2 separate regions of the Mus musculus genome follow, and region 2 is linked to region 1. The links are chromatin contacts, called in public Hi-C maps. All regions are on one chromosome and are shown on one strand. The core of a region is the stretch at or near the end of the contact, and the rest is flanking DNA. Distances in the headings are between cores, read along the strand shown.

Region 1 (6,913 bases), core at 661-3,160:
AGAAGGGTGTTATGCCAACTAGTTAACAAGCTACCACTTGGGTCTGGGGTTGCCTCACAGGGGAAAGAAGAAGGCAAGCAGAAGTGAATGGTCCTCAATGTCGGCCCCTTCCAGCACAAAGACTCAGGCTCACACCCACTCACAGACCATCTGATTCAGTGCGGCCCAGCACCCCAGACATGGAAAAGCAGCAGTGGGGTAAGTCTACTGCTGCCTGACACCCGAGAGATGAGAAAAGCTGGGGGTGGGGGGACATGGCTATACCCAGCTCAGAGACTGTCCCAAGGACAAGCGGACAAGGACTTGGTGGTGCCATGGAAGGAGAGGTGTTGGTACCTCCAGCTCATAGCCAGTTCCACGACCCACTAATCCCTTCCATGTGGCTTGGAGTCCCTGCAGGTTCTTCGTCTGTGTCACTCACCCCTCTGTTCCAGAGCTCCAAAGTTCAGGAGACCCTCTGCAGCACACCATGACCACCCAGCAATCTGAGTGCAGGACAAAGTCACCCAGCCACTCTGCCCTGAGTCCCCTGCCTCAGATTGCTGCTGTCCAGGAAAGCCCCATCCTTGCCTCTTTGGAGGGACCGGGCCCCAAAGGGAGCCTGCCCATTGGTTCTTGGCACCTGCAGATCAGTACTTCAGAAAAAGTTGTTCACTTGGACCCTTAAAGCTTACGGGTCTTTGTTTTCGAAACCACTATCCTTCCTCAAATCTATATCCATAAAGGAAGAAGGGGTCTTGGGGTCTAAGGGGACCGGGACAAATCAGTTCAGACATGAAGAAAGGCCAAGAAAAACAAGCAAGGTTTAAGAACTTCACCGTGCACAAGGCCTGAGTGAGCTGGCTTTATTTAAATTCGAATTTAAGTTTGGCCTCTGTCAAGTCACATACAAATAAACAGATATTAAAGAATTAAAAGTCTTCCATAACTGAATTCTAAGTTAAGACTAGTAGGCTTTATTTAAGGCGCCTACAGCCAGGGCAAGCCCTTGCAGAGCCCCACTGGTACCTGCTCCTATCCCTACCGCACTCAGGGGAAGTTCACCCACAGCTTTGGCATATAGAGGCCTGCTGCCCATACTGCTCCCTGTGAAAACAAGGCTTGAAAAAAGCTGGGATCAATGTTCCCCTTCATCCTCCATACCCAAGTCCCCTTGCCGGGCTCTGCCTGCCAAGAGGAAGCAGCCAGGATAAGGGGCATGTCCCCGCCGCATCCCCCCAGAGAATACGGGGTGTGGAATTTTTAACTGAGTTTCTCCCCCGGGCCTCATTATAAAGGGAAAGGGGAGGGAGGGGTACAGATCAAAGACCGGTTGCCTGGAAGCAGCGAACCCAGCAGCGACCCCAAACTCCCGAGTTGCCGCCCAGCATCGGGACTTGGAATCAGTGCCAAGCAGCTCCCCTCTAGACAACCCCCCCCCCAACGCAATAATAGGGGGACCCAGACGAGTGACCATCTCCTCTGGCCACACCAGGTAGCCCCGCGCCGCCGCTTCGCAAGCCCCTGATAACCTAGCGGCCAGCTGATCCCTGCCGCGCCCGGCCGCTGGTCAGTGGCTCGGAGGGTCCGGTGGGTCCGGAGAGAGAGGGGCGCTGGTCCGTAGCACCCCCCGGTCCCAGCGGTGGCCCGCTCTGTCGACGATGCCCCTCTGCCTCTCCAGAGCCCCACAAGGTCCGAAAGGGAGCGCTGGGACCACAGCATCCGCGCCCCCCACTGCGCCCCGGCTCCCCCCACGCGGAACCGGGCAACCCAGGCTGCTGCCGCGGAGACTCTGGCGCCCCGGGCCCCACTTACCTGCGCCCGCGCGGGTTGCGCGATGCGCCGCCGCCCCCGACTGGGTCGGCGAGGCCGAGAGCGGGGCGCCGCAGCAGCTCTTTGTGAGCCCGCGCCGAGCCGCACACCGAGACTGCTAATGAGCCCGGGAAGCTGGATAGCGGCGGGCGCGCCCCGGACGCCGCGCACGACACGCAGGGCCGCCTCTACCGGGCGCACGCGGCGCGGCCCGGGAGCACCCGCACCCGCACCGCCCTATCCGCCGCCACACCGACCGCCCCCGCTCCTCCTGCGCCCGGCCACGCGGGGTGGAAACGCTTTCTAAAGAGACCTTAGGGAATCAAGGGATTCAAGACCGCGCGGCCGCGCAAAGCGCAGACAAAGATGCTTCGGCGCCCAGCGCGGCGCCTCCGGGTGCGGCGCGGGGACAGCGGCGGGGACAGCGGACGAGCCCACCTGGGACCTGGGTCCTTGGGATACGGGCTGAGATAGGCTCCGCGAGTCGCGGTGGCCCCTTGAGGAGCACACAGGTTCCTGGGAGTGAGCTGGGACCGGCCAGTTGGGGAGCCTTAACAGTCTGGTCCTGGGCAGGCAGAACAGGTGAAGGAGATGCTGCCGGTGCCCGCACCCTGCCCCTGACGCCGCGCTGCCCCCTGGCGGGCTCCGGAGAGCGTGCGGCGCTGAGGGGCTGCGGCGACCGCGCCCTGCTCTGCCAGCTCCGCTCTATGCGGAGCCCCGGCCGGCCCGAATCCCTTGACTCTCTAGGGTATTGTGGCCCCAGAAAGCCTTTCCTGAGGGGCAAGCCTTGTCCTGCTTCCCCACAGTCAATCACCAGAAGCCTTCTGGCCACAAGGTCTTCTCACCCGGTCCCTGATAACCACACACAAGGTCTTCTCACCCGGTCCCTGATAACCACCGAGTCTCTGATACCTGTGTTGCCTGGGATGTCCAGAAGGGAGAGGGCCCCAACCTCTAATACCCCCAATGAGAACCAGTTGGCTACCCTCAGTAAGAAACAAACCTCTTGAAATTCTTGAACGTTGGGCTTTATTGTCACCTTTGACCTTTCACTCAGCCCTATGCATTTGTGGCAACTTGCAGGTTTAAGGCACACAGGGTGCTCTGTTTTAGGGAATGGGGGGCTCCACTTCAGCCCCCAAATGCTTCCAATTGGCCTGGTTCTCCCTCTTCCTCTCTCTCTTCCTTCAGTCCTAGCCTGAGATGAAGGCCAGGTGGCAGAAGATCAGAGGAATGTCACCAAAGGAAGAGGAGGGTGAGTGGGGTGAGAAAAGAACTTCCTGATGCCCACAGTGACAGAGGTGACCCCGAGAAGGGCCTGGAGAAAAACTGAATACAGGGGCAGACCTAGTAAGGACCTCCTAGGCCTGGGACCTGTCTGCCTCCCTCTCTTTCACCCTCCATTACCCCACCCCCCACCCCTACCTCACCAGTCAATAGCAGAGCAGCTCTGGCAGCTCAGGGACCAAATAGGTCCACCCTAGAGCCATTCTTCCTCCTCCTAGAGCTGACCATTCCTTCTTGCTTGTTGTCCATCACCTTAAATATTCTATTGACCCCCCTGACAAAAAGTTCAGCTCAGCTCTAAATGCAAAACTGTTCCATTGCACTGACTGCTAAGTGTGAGATCCAGATGTGTCTGTCTGCTCTGCAGGGCACAGGACATTGTGCACACTAGCAAGCACTCCACCTCCCTACCTGGACCTTGCCCAAGTTAAAAAATAAAATGGGCAACTCACAAGAAAGGAAATACAAACGACTTTTAATCTCTTAGCACTTCTATTACCCTTTCAGGGTGTGTGTGTATGAGTGTGTGTGTGTGTGTGTGTGTGTGTGTGTGTGTGTGTGTGTGTGTGTGAGTGTGTGTATGTATGTGAGTGTGTGTGTGTGTGTATGAGTGTGTGTGTATGTGAGTGTGTGTGTGTGTGTATGAGTGTGTGTGTGAGTGTGTGTATGTATGTGAGTGTGTGTGTATGAGTGTGTGTGTGTATATGAGTGTGTGTGAGTGTGTGTATGTATGTGAGTGTGTGTGTGTGTGTATGAGTGTGTGTGTGTATGAGTGTGTGTGTGTGTATGAGTGTGTGTGTGTGTATGAGTGTGTGTGTATGAGTGTGTGTGTATGAGTGTGTGTGTGAGTGTGTGTATGAGTGTGTGTGAGTGTGTGTATGAGTGTGTGTGTGTATGAGTGTGTGTGTGTGTGTGTGTGTATGAGTGTGTGTGTATGAGTGTGTGTGTATGAGTGTGTGTGTGTGAGTGTGTGTATGTATTGAGTGTGTATGTATGTGAGTGTGTGTGTGTATGAGTGTGTGTGTGTGTGTGTGTGTGTGTGTGTGTGTGTGTAGGTCATTACAACTTTCAGGAGTTGGTTCTCTCCTTCCACCATGTGATCCTGGGGATTAAATTCAGGTCATCAGGCTTGGCTGCAGACACCTCTAATTGCTGAGCCATCCTACCAGCTTACAAACAACTATTAAACATACGAGGGGCTGGGAGTGTGGCTCCACAATGGGACACCGTTGTAGAGTACATGAGACCCTGGCATCCACCCCAGCATCACAAAAGAAAAAGAAAAAGAAAAAGAAAACCGAAACCACACTAAGCTGTCATTGCTTTTACCTGTCAGAGACTCCAGAGTCAATAGCACAGTATGTTCCAGAAGTCAAGGGAAAGCTGGCAGACCTCCTCACAAGCCACAGGAGTATAAAGTGCACAACATCTATGGAAGAAAATCCAACCACTCTTATTAAAACCACACATGCCCATTATTTTGCATTCCTCAGCTTTTTTTAACAAATATCTGTAAAAAGAGCTTCTTAGAAGGGATGTTTATTTAGGCTCAGTCTCTGAGGTTCCAGTCCACTGGTCAGTTGACCTTGGTCCTGACCTCTGCTGAAACAGGACACCGAGGCAGGAGTACACTGCAGAAGAAGCTGATCACCAGGGGACTTGCAGCCCACTTCGAAGGACACACCTCTAATAATCTAACTCCCTCCCTCTGAACCCCACCTCCTCACCCTGCCAGACTGGGGAACAAATATTTAACACACGGGGCTTTGGAAGGCTGTCACCTAAATGGCAGAAAGCCCTTTAACCTACTTCTATCTCCATGTGCATTTCTACAGGAATAGTATTCATGTGCAAAGGGGCTGGGAGCATGGTCACTATAAAGCAAGGGACTATCAGCAGCTTTAGTGCCCATGAATTGGGGACAGCTATGTGCACTGGGAATATTTGAACACTGAAATCACTGAAATCATATATATATATATATATATATATATATATATATATATACATATATATATATATATATATATATATATATATATTCTCTCATATATTACATCCTGATTGAAGATTCCCCTTTCTCTCCCCTCTCTGGTATCTCCACCCAACACCCCCCCCCAACTCACCTCTCCCTGTTCCACCTCCTCTCAGAAAAGTGCAGGCCACAGGAAGATCAACTGAACACTTCGTAACACACTACAATAAGACCAGGCACATGCCATCACATCAAGGCTGGATGAGGCCACCCAGTAGAAGGAAAGGGTCCAACAAGTAAGCAAAGAGTCAGAAACAGCCCCCACTCCCACTGTTAGCATTCTCACAAGAAGACCGATCTAGCCACCATAACACATATGCAAAGAGCCTAGGACAGACCCCAACAGGCTCCCTGATCTCTGCCAGCCCCTCTGAGCCCCAGTCAGTTGATTCTGAGGCCGGTGTTCTTATGGTGTCCCTGGCCCCTCTGGTTCCTCTAACCCTTCCTCCCCCTCCTCCACAGGACTCCCCAAGCTCCTCCTAATGGTTGGCGATGGGACTCTGTATCTGTTCTCATCAGTTGCTAGATGAAGTCTCTCTGGTCTCTTCAATGACAACTCTGCTAGGCTTGGGTCTGGGACATATTGTTAAGTCGAAGAACAAGGAGCAGAGAGACATGCGTGTTCACGTATGTGATTAAAGGGAAAGGAAGCAGAACATGGAAATCTCAATACTTGGGAGGCTGAGGCAGGAGGATTTAGTTCAAGATAACCCTGAAGTACACAGAAAAACTGAAGTCAAAGAGAGGAGAGAGTAAAGGTTAACTCAGTAGATGCCTTCATTCAACTGTAAGCCTCTTTCAGAAGACCACAAGAAATTAATAGGATGCCAGCCATCTCTGGATAAAAAATAGTGGCTAAAATAAGAATAACAGAAAAAGTTTCCATTGGTTATCCAATATCTGTATAATACCCAATATTAGATTATTTGGGTTTTTTAATTATTCATAACTTCAGTTCTTAACTCTTTGGAGGACAAAAGACTTACGATATCTCAACATAGCAAAAAAAAAAAAAAAAAAAAAAAGCTGCTCCTTTGGTCAGGAGAAGCAGAAGAGCTATGGGAAAGGATGGGGATCAAGTCTCCTTCCAGGTACTTCCTCAATCACATGAAGACTTACCACTACGCATCCCTGCCCCTAAACGGTTCCATTAATGTCCACTAGTGCCAAGCACAAGAGCATGCCTTAACGAGGCCTTTGAGGGACTCTTGAAATTTCTGGCCCCTTTCTTTGGCGAGAGAAACCAAAGTAGGTTAAGTAGCAGGTGTATTTCGGCCACACGGCTATGCTACCTATCGCCACCTAATGGTCGTATTCATGAATTGCAGGCTTGCTGCCAGTGTCTGCAGGGGAGGAGTCCCGGACTAGGCCAAACTTCCTGCAAGGCACTGGAACTCTGCAGGCCAGATTACTCAGCTCTGCCATTACTTATTTCTTAAAATAACATAGACCGCTTTTTCTGTAGGGAAGAATATAGACATTTTGAGTTATATACTGGGAAGGATGCTATACCTTAATAACTTGCAAGCAACTGAAAACTTTTCTTTTATTCCCATGCTGACTATGTAAATAATGCATTTGACTGACAAAGACACATCTCTGTTCTGTGGAGTTGGTAGACCATCTCCCTATCCCAGAGTTACTGCTGGCATCCGTCTCTCGGGGCTCCACCTTCCTTAATGCCTGACACTGAGCTTCTCTTCTTCACCCCACAGTCCAAAGGATTATGACCCAGCAACGAGGCTCAAGTCTGTCTCAATTCATGTCCCCTGTATGGTGAGTGCTCAGGCAAATCACCTA
Region 2 (6,805 bases), core at 226-2,725, 44 kb before region 1:
ATGGTGAAAGTCATGAAGACATTTAAAAACACTGGATCAGATACCTTAAGGGACGAACCTCAGGGAGATATGTGAATTATAACTCCTTAAACTGTTAGTAAAACAGCAACCAGACGTGAGGTCTCGTCCTCCTCTGATGCACCCCAACTGCCTTCCAGAGCAAGTCCTCAGACTGTTTGGAAAGACCTGTCTTTCTCCATACCCCCTGGCCTTTATCTTGTCCCAGTCCCATGGGATCACTGTCATTCCTCAGCCCCACCAGGTCAGCTTCTGGTGAGTACCAGCATGGCTGGCCTCCTGGGGGGGGGGGGGTGCTGTGGATGCCGCTTGTGCCCCGCCCACCTATCCCTGCGCACGTCTGACAGCAAGGTCAGTATCTGCCACTGTCCTCACGCACCGGGGCAGAAGTCCTCTGTCTTCATCTGCTGTGTCCCTTGGTATGCATCCCAACACTTACAACTGGACTTGATGCTGACCCAGGGACTGTGGACTCAGTGACAGGCTTGGCCCCTGAACTGAGAGTTCAGAAAAATCAATGTTTTCTTGAGTGACCCAACTTCAGAATCTGGGAGGCTTCACTCACAACTCAATACACACACCCCCGAGATGTACTTACTTATGAATGCTCAAACCCTCCTATGTCCCAGCACTGGGACAAGATAAGTCAGAAACCTTGAGTGTGACTTGGAAGTGCAGCCATAAGCTACATCTTGGTGGTGCAGCCAAAGCTTCCTCGACCTCCTTACAGGCCCCCAGGATCTGTTCCTGCACAGGAGCTGGTCCTGAGCGCTGGCGAGGGTTCTGCTCTCTGAATCACCGTAGCCAAATGCTACAGGCCAAGCTTCCCTGAAGGGTGAGGAAGACAGCCTGTTCCTCAGAGCCACCCACACCCAGGCTATTTCCTGTTTCAACAAAGAGAGGGGCTGAAAAATCTCTAAAATCCCCTCCCACCCCGTGTCTATTCATCCTCACAGTGAGCTGGCAGGAACGGGGACATGAAAATGACATGGGACTCCTGGGATATGGGAGACCGTGCTTCCCTCTGGGCAGTGACAGCAGCCACGAGAGGAATATAGCATTGTCACCCGTTCGTGCTCCATCATGGGGCAGCAGAGCTGGCAACGGCTACTGCCCCGCTTCCCTTTCTAATGCCTGGTCCTCTCCAGCCTCCAGGCACCCATGCCCACTCATTCACCCACTCACCCATTCATAACTCAAAAAAAAAAAGACAGAAAACACTCCATCCCACCAGAATGTTCTCAAACAAAAGAAACCAAGGATCCAAGAAGGATAAGGAGTGGGCAAAGGGGCACCTCCCAGCCAGGAGGCCTAGTCCCTATGTCTCCCATTTAGGATCCTCAATGTCCTGAACATATAAACACAAGGGGGAGGGGCATATTACATCAGCATTGCTCCTGTCTTCTCTCCCACAATGTATGGGCCATGCCTCATATGCCAGCTACCATTGCAGTGGGCCACTGGTCACTCTTGAGCAGAGAAGCAGCTCTGGAGCCTACGTGTAAGTCCCAGCTCTGCCACTTCCTGGGCTCTGTGATCCTAGGGATGCCTCTTCTCTTAAGCTCTCTGTTTCAATTCCCTCACCCAGGGAATGGACACAGGCACCTCGCACCTCTTGCAATGCTGTGGGATGAGTCATGGAGATGGCCTATGCTCATGAGGCTCTTAGGGTCATCTGCACCCTCCTGAAGGTACTACAAACCACTCCGCTGTCGCCATCACTGTGGGGGTCTGCTTTGCTGAGGGAGGGAACTGGGGAAGCTCTGGTGCATCACAAGGGAGCCTAAACAGCGACCAGCTGTGCTAGGCTCCCCAGAGGAACACAGGGAAGGCGCTAAGACCAGAGAGGCAAATGGATACAGTGAGCATCATTCTCTGCACCAGCCCACCAGCCCCACAGCTGGACTTCTGGTCCTTTCCCCATGCCACGGGAAGCAAAGATGAAAAAGGATGTGACAAGGGATGTTCCTCAAACAAGAGTGAGTTAATGAAACAAAGGTGTTTGCATGAAAGAGATGAGTTAGACGAATCACGCAACTCTGTCAAATGCCACACAAAGGGAGCCACCACATACACCACGGACAGAAGCAGATAGCGACATGTTCTATGCAGCCTCATGTGTGGCCAGTGTGGCCCAGGTCAGATGCTAAGAGCAGGCAGAGCCAGGGATACACTGAGGAGATGGCCAGCGGACTGGAAACTTGATGCTTAGGGTTTTGCTTTTTTGCTTTTTGTTTTACAAATCTAAAACTGGTGAAAAGAAAGCTTAATTTTTAAAAATACCCTATGTGATATGGTACTCAGGGGACTAAGTGTAAGAATGGGCATAATTAGTGAGCTATCCACTAAGCTGGAAGATGGAGCTAAGTTTTCCCAGAAGGCAGTGCAAACAGACCCTGGGTTTCTAACGCTCCCCACTGCCATGGTCTTTCCCTTCAGTCTGAAGAAGATTCATGAGAATCCTTGAAATTTCACTTTCTTCCTCCATATTCATTGGGAGGAAGAGAGGAGGGGAAGGGAGGGGAGAGGTCATCACAGAAGGCCTCAGGGACCATGCCAGCCTTTGTCTGGACCCCAAACTTCTCCCAACTGCAGGATTTCCCAGTCCAGAGCCAGCAGGATAGCTTGCTATCTGCATTTGGCAGCTTGTGCTCCCTGGTTTGGGGTATTCTTCTTTTCACTCAAAAGTACTTGGGGACAACACGTAAAGTCAGCTGGCAAAGTCATCCTTGATTGAGTTCCATCCCGGGATCCACTTGGAGCCTGTGCATGAATGTGTGCGGGATGTGCTACAGTGTCTACATATGGTGTGATATTGATACATATTAAGGAATATAGTCTGTTAAGTGTGGAGTGGGCATGATACATATGAGTGTGTCTGTGTGTATGACAGAATGGTAAGGTGTGTGGTGTGAGGTGCCATGCATGCACATGTGCGCATGCAAGTATGTGGGTGTGATGTGTTATTAGGGATACAGAATAAGTGTGTGTGTGTGTGTGTGTGTGTAAGTGTGATGTGTGTATGTGGTACGGGGTATTTGTTCATAGTATAGAATATCTTTTTTTTTTTGGTTTTTTGAGACAGAGTTTCTCTGTGTAGCCCTGGCTGTCCTGAAACTCACTCTGTAGACCAGGCTGGCCTCGAACTCAGAAATTCGCCTGCCTCTGCCTCCCAAGTGCTGGGATTAAAGGTGTGAGCCACCATACCCGGCTAGTATAGAATATCTTATCTGTGGTATGGGATATTTATCTGTGGTATGGAGTGCTTGTCTGTGGTATGTGATATTTATCTGTGGTATGGGATATCTATGCTACAAGGTTTGTCTAAGGTATAATGTATTTGTCTGTGGTATTTGTCTGTAGTATAGGGTAAATGTCTATAATATAGGGTCTGTCTGCAGCATGGAGTGCTTGTGATTTGAATTATCTGTAGTGTGGGGTATCTGTCTGTGGTATGGAGTATCTGTCTATAGATAGTATATATGCATTATAGAGAACAGGCACATTGGTAGCTTGTAACATATGCCAGTGATCATCTGCACCTAACAAGCCTCAGGATATGAATTTCTCAGTGGCCAAGTCCCAACCATTGAGGCCCTCCTAGGCACTAGGATACCACTTAGAGAGAAAGGGACATGGTACATGTGTCATGGCTCCACTCCAAGCTCACTCATCAAGAGCTTAGCAAGGCAGAAGCAAATGAGAGACTGGGAGACCAGAAGAAGAAGAAGAAGAAGAAGAAGAAGAAGAAGAAGAAGAAGAAGAAGAAGAAGGAGAGGGAGAGGGAGAGGGAGAGGGAGAGGGAGAGGGAGAGGGAGAGGGAGAAGAAGAAGAAGAAGAAGAAGAAGAAGAAGAAGAAGAAGAAGAAGAAGAAGAAGAAGAAGAAGAAGAAGAAGAAGAAGAAGACACACCATGGGAAACCAAGGCCCAGATGGTCCAAAGGCTCTACCCATACTGAAGCAACTGCTTCAAGGCCTCAGAGCTGGTGTTCAGGTACAAAGTGTTTTCCTACATACAGATCTTTCAAAACCTGTTTTCCTTTCACGGGACCTAATATGGTTGCAGCCAAATCTAACCCGTGCTTGAGACTGAGCTGCTCTGCTGAGGTCCGAAATGACAAAGCATGACGTGAGAGCACTGGAAGGGAGCAAGAGTCTGACCCCGCCTCTCCTCTGTCTCCCATCTAACCATGGCATGCCAGACACTGCTAACCGCAACTCCTAGAGGATTTCCAATCCTTCTGATCTTAGTGTAACCATAAGTAAATAAGTAATTCACAGACCAGACATAATAGGAACCCCAAATCTTTCCCAAAGTTGCCATTTCTCTAAAGAACCCTCTCAAGACTTTCCTCATAGAGGGAGGGGGGAAGGTATCTGTGTGTGTGTGTATGTGTGTGTGTGTGTGTGTGTGTGTCCCCTAGAGGGTGACATAGAACCCATTCCCTGTCCCTGAAGCCCAGAAGAGAATAGAGCCTCTTGTTTACCAAGATGTTAGACCAGAACAAGCATTAGACACAGAGCAGAATATGCCAAAGAGGTTTCAACTCCAAACACAAAGACTAAGCTTTAAGTGGTCTTATGCTGCAACTGGTGAAATTATTCTCAAGTTCTGAAATAACAACAGAAATCATAAAGACACATTCACTTAAAATGATGACCAGGCATGCCCAGAACAGGCAAAGACAGTAAGGCTCTACAAATGACCTTAACCTTGCTTGATTTGCAAATGTTAAATACAACTTAACGTGAGCTATAGATAGATAGAAAGATAGATAGATAGATAGATAGATAGATAGATAGATAGATAGATAGATAAGAGGATAGGTGGACAGACAGATGGATGGACAGATGGACAGACAGACAGGTAAAGGAGATTTATTCAAATGGCCTCCAGGTTGTGGTCCAGGCAGCCCAACAATGGCTATCTATCAATGGAAGGTCCAAGAATCCAGTAGTTGTTCAGTTCATGAGACTGGATGTCTCAGCTGGTCTTCAGTAATACACTGGAATTACTGCAGAAGTAGACTCTAATACCAGTGAAGGAATGGACTTGCCCACAAGAGCAGATAAAGAGAGCAAGCTTCCTTCTTCTGTGTCCTTTATATAGGCTGCCAACAGAAGGTGTGGCCCAGGTTAAAGATGGATCTTCCAGCTCAAAATATACAGATTGAAAGTGAGTCTTTCTACTTCAGATGATTTATATAAGAAACAAAAATCCCTCACAGGTGAAACCAGCTGCTTGATTTTAGTTAATTCCAGATGTAGTAAAGTTGACAACCAAGAATAGTCTTGCCCCTATTAATACCTGTTGAACTCAACTGCAGAATAATTTACTAACAAGTGACTGAGTAGTTATCCCATGCTACCTCTTGGTGGTGACAAACCAGGAGGTAGAGGGCATAGCTCCTTCGAGAAAAGCCCCCAGGGACTTCCTCCTTGGCTGAAATCAGAGGATGGTCCACAGCATTCAGGAGGAAGGAATGGACAGGCCAAGGAACTGAAACCTAAATGCTCTTAGGGGTGGAACACATGCAGAATGGTAGTTTTGTGGTCCCCAGTGAGGAGTGAACTAGACTAGAACCTCACCTGCCATGCCACTCCTCTGGCTATGGTGAAGACAAAGCCAGCAGGAAGCCATGGAAACTGCAGAGTGACAAGAAGCTGAGGTAGCCACGGCAGGAAGGTTGGGATAGCAGAATACTTTAACCTCAGCCACTGAGCCACTTGATGCAAGTCAACTGCTTCTGGTCAAGAAGTTCTTGCTTTAGTCTGTGTCCATATCCAATACAGACTGAATGAAAGAAAGAGGTGGGGAGACGTGACTATTCCTAAGTATGGTGGAGGAGAAACTTTATTGCAGATAAAAAGGGGAGCATAGCCAGGGGCAGGGGCAGCTTGGAAAGTCCAGAGTGGACATGACCCTGAGCTGAGCCATGTGGAGAAAGGAGGGAGGGGAAATGGGACATGTCTGGGCCAAGAGACTGGCATAGCCAAAATGGCTGAGTTCTTCAGGGGCCAGAGGAGCTGTGAAGAGGCAAGCCCAGCCCTGGCCTGGAGAAGTTTAGGGTATAATGTAGGGCACGTCAGCCAAACCTCATAACAGGTAGGGGCCGAGGGATTCAGGGGGAACCTGGAGGCCAGAGTTGGCTATTAATGGATACCTCAATTAGCCATTTGTAGGACAGAAGGTTTGAGACCTCCCATAGACAAATGCCAATGCAGAACATTCCACTGTATGCATGGCTGCTGGTCATTATGTTTATCTTAATCAACTTAACACAAGTTAGAGTCACCTAGAAAGAAGAACTCTCAAAAATTAAGGAACTGCCTCTGTCAGACTGGCCTGTAGGCAAGTGTGTGGGTTATTAATTGATGATTAATGTGGGAGGGGACAGACTACTGTGGGTGGTGCCACCCCTGGACAGGTGGTCCTGGGTTGCATAAAACAAGTATCAGTGTTCCTCCATGGCCTCCGTTCAGTTCCAGCCTTGAATTTCTGCCTTGGCTTCCCTCAGTGGATTATGACTCTGGATACATGACCCAAATAAACCGTTTTCTCCCCAAGTTACTTTTGAGCATGGTCTTGATCACAGTATTAGAAACCTAACTAAGTAAATAGCAAAGCCATATAGCCCCTGTCCCAGACTACACTGGGGTACATACCTAGCATACCAGAATACAATCTGGCTATGGCTTACCCATCAGGGGCCTGGCACACAGTAGGTATTCAATAAGCATTTGCTGAGTAACAAGGGAATGAATGAACTGTGAGAATGCCACGTCTC

Evidence for each region. A called contact is a pair of places that touch in the nucleus more often than the background predicts.
Region 2: a contact with region 1 is called in a Hi-C map of cerebral cortex, with 2.0 times the contacts expected there. The contact joins the enhancer-like site here to the promoter of Apba2 in region 1. A contact is called at or near these places in 2 of 39 promoter capture datasets (frontonasal cranial neural crest and liver), 1 of 484 Hi-C or Micro-C datasets (cerebral cortex), 3 of 115 datasets of contacts at active chromatin or transcription factors (craniofacial prominence, embryonic stem cells and neural progenitor cells) and 1 of 9 other capture datasets (liver).

What each region holds. Positions count from the first base shown.
Region 1 is chr7:64,497,135-64,504,047 of GRCm38.p6, reverse strand. It overlaps Apba2 (amyloid beta (A4) precursor protein-binding, family A, member 2), which reads right to left and starts at 1,910. Exons shown (of 15, transcript NM_001291166.1): 1 at 1,795-1,910.
Region 2 is chr7:64,541,066-64,547,870 of GRCm38.p6, reverse strand. The region is part of intron 1 of Apba2 (amyloid beta (A4) precursor protein-binding, family A, member 2); the gene reads right to left. Among named protein-coding and RNA genes, the nearest start is that of Apba2, 42 kb to the right of the region's middle. Within about 2 kb of position 1,475, at least 5 of the 459 cell types and tissues checked have an H3K27ac peak or open chromatin away from gene starts, as enhancers often do. A contact at or near this core is called in cerebral cortex, where this site is marked.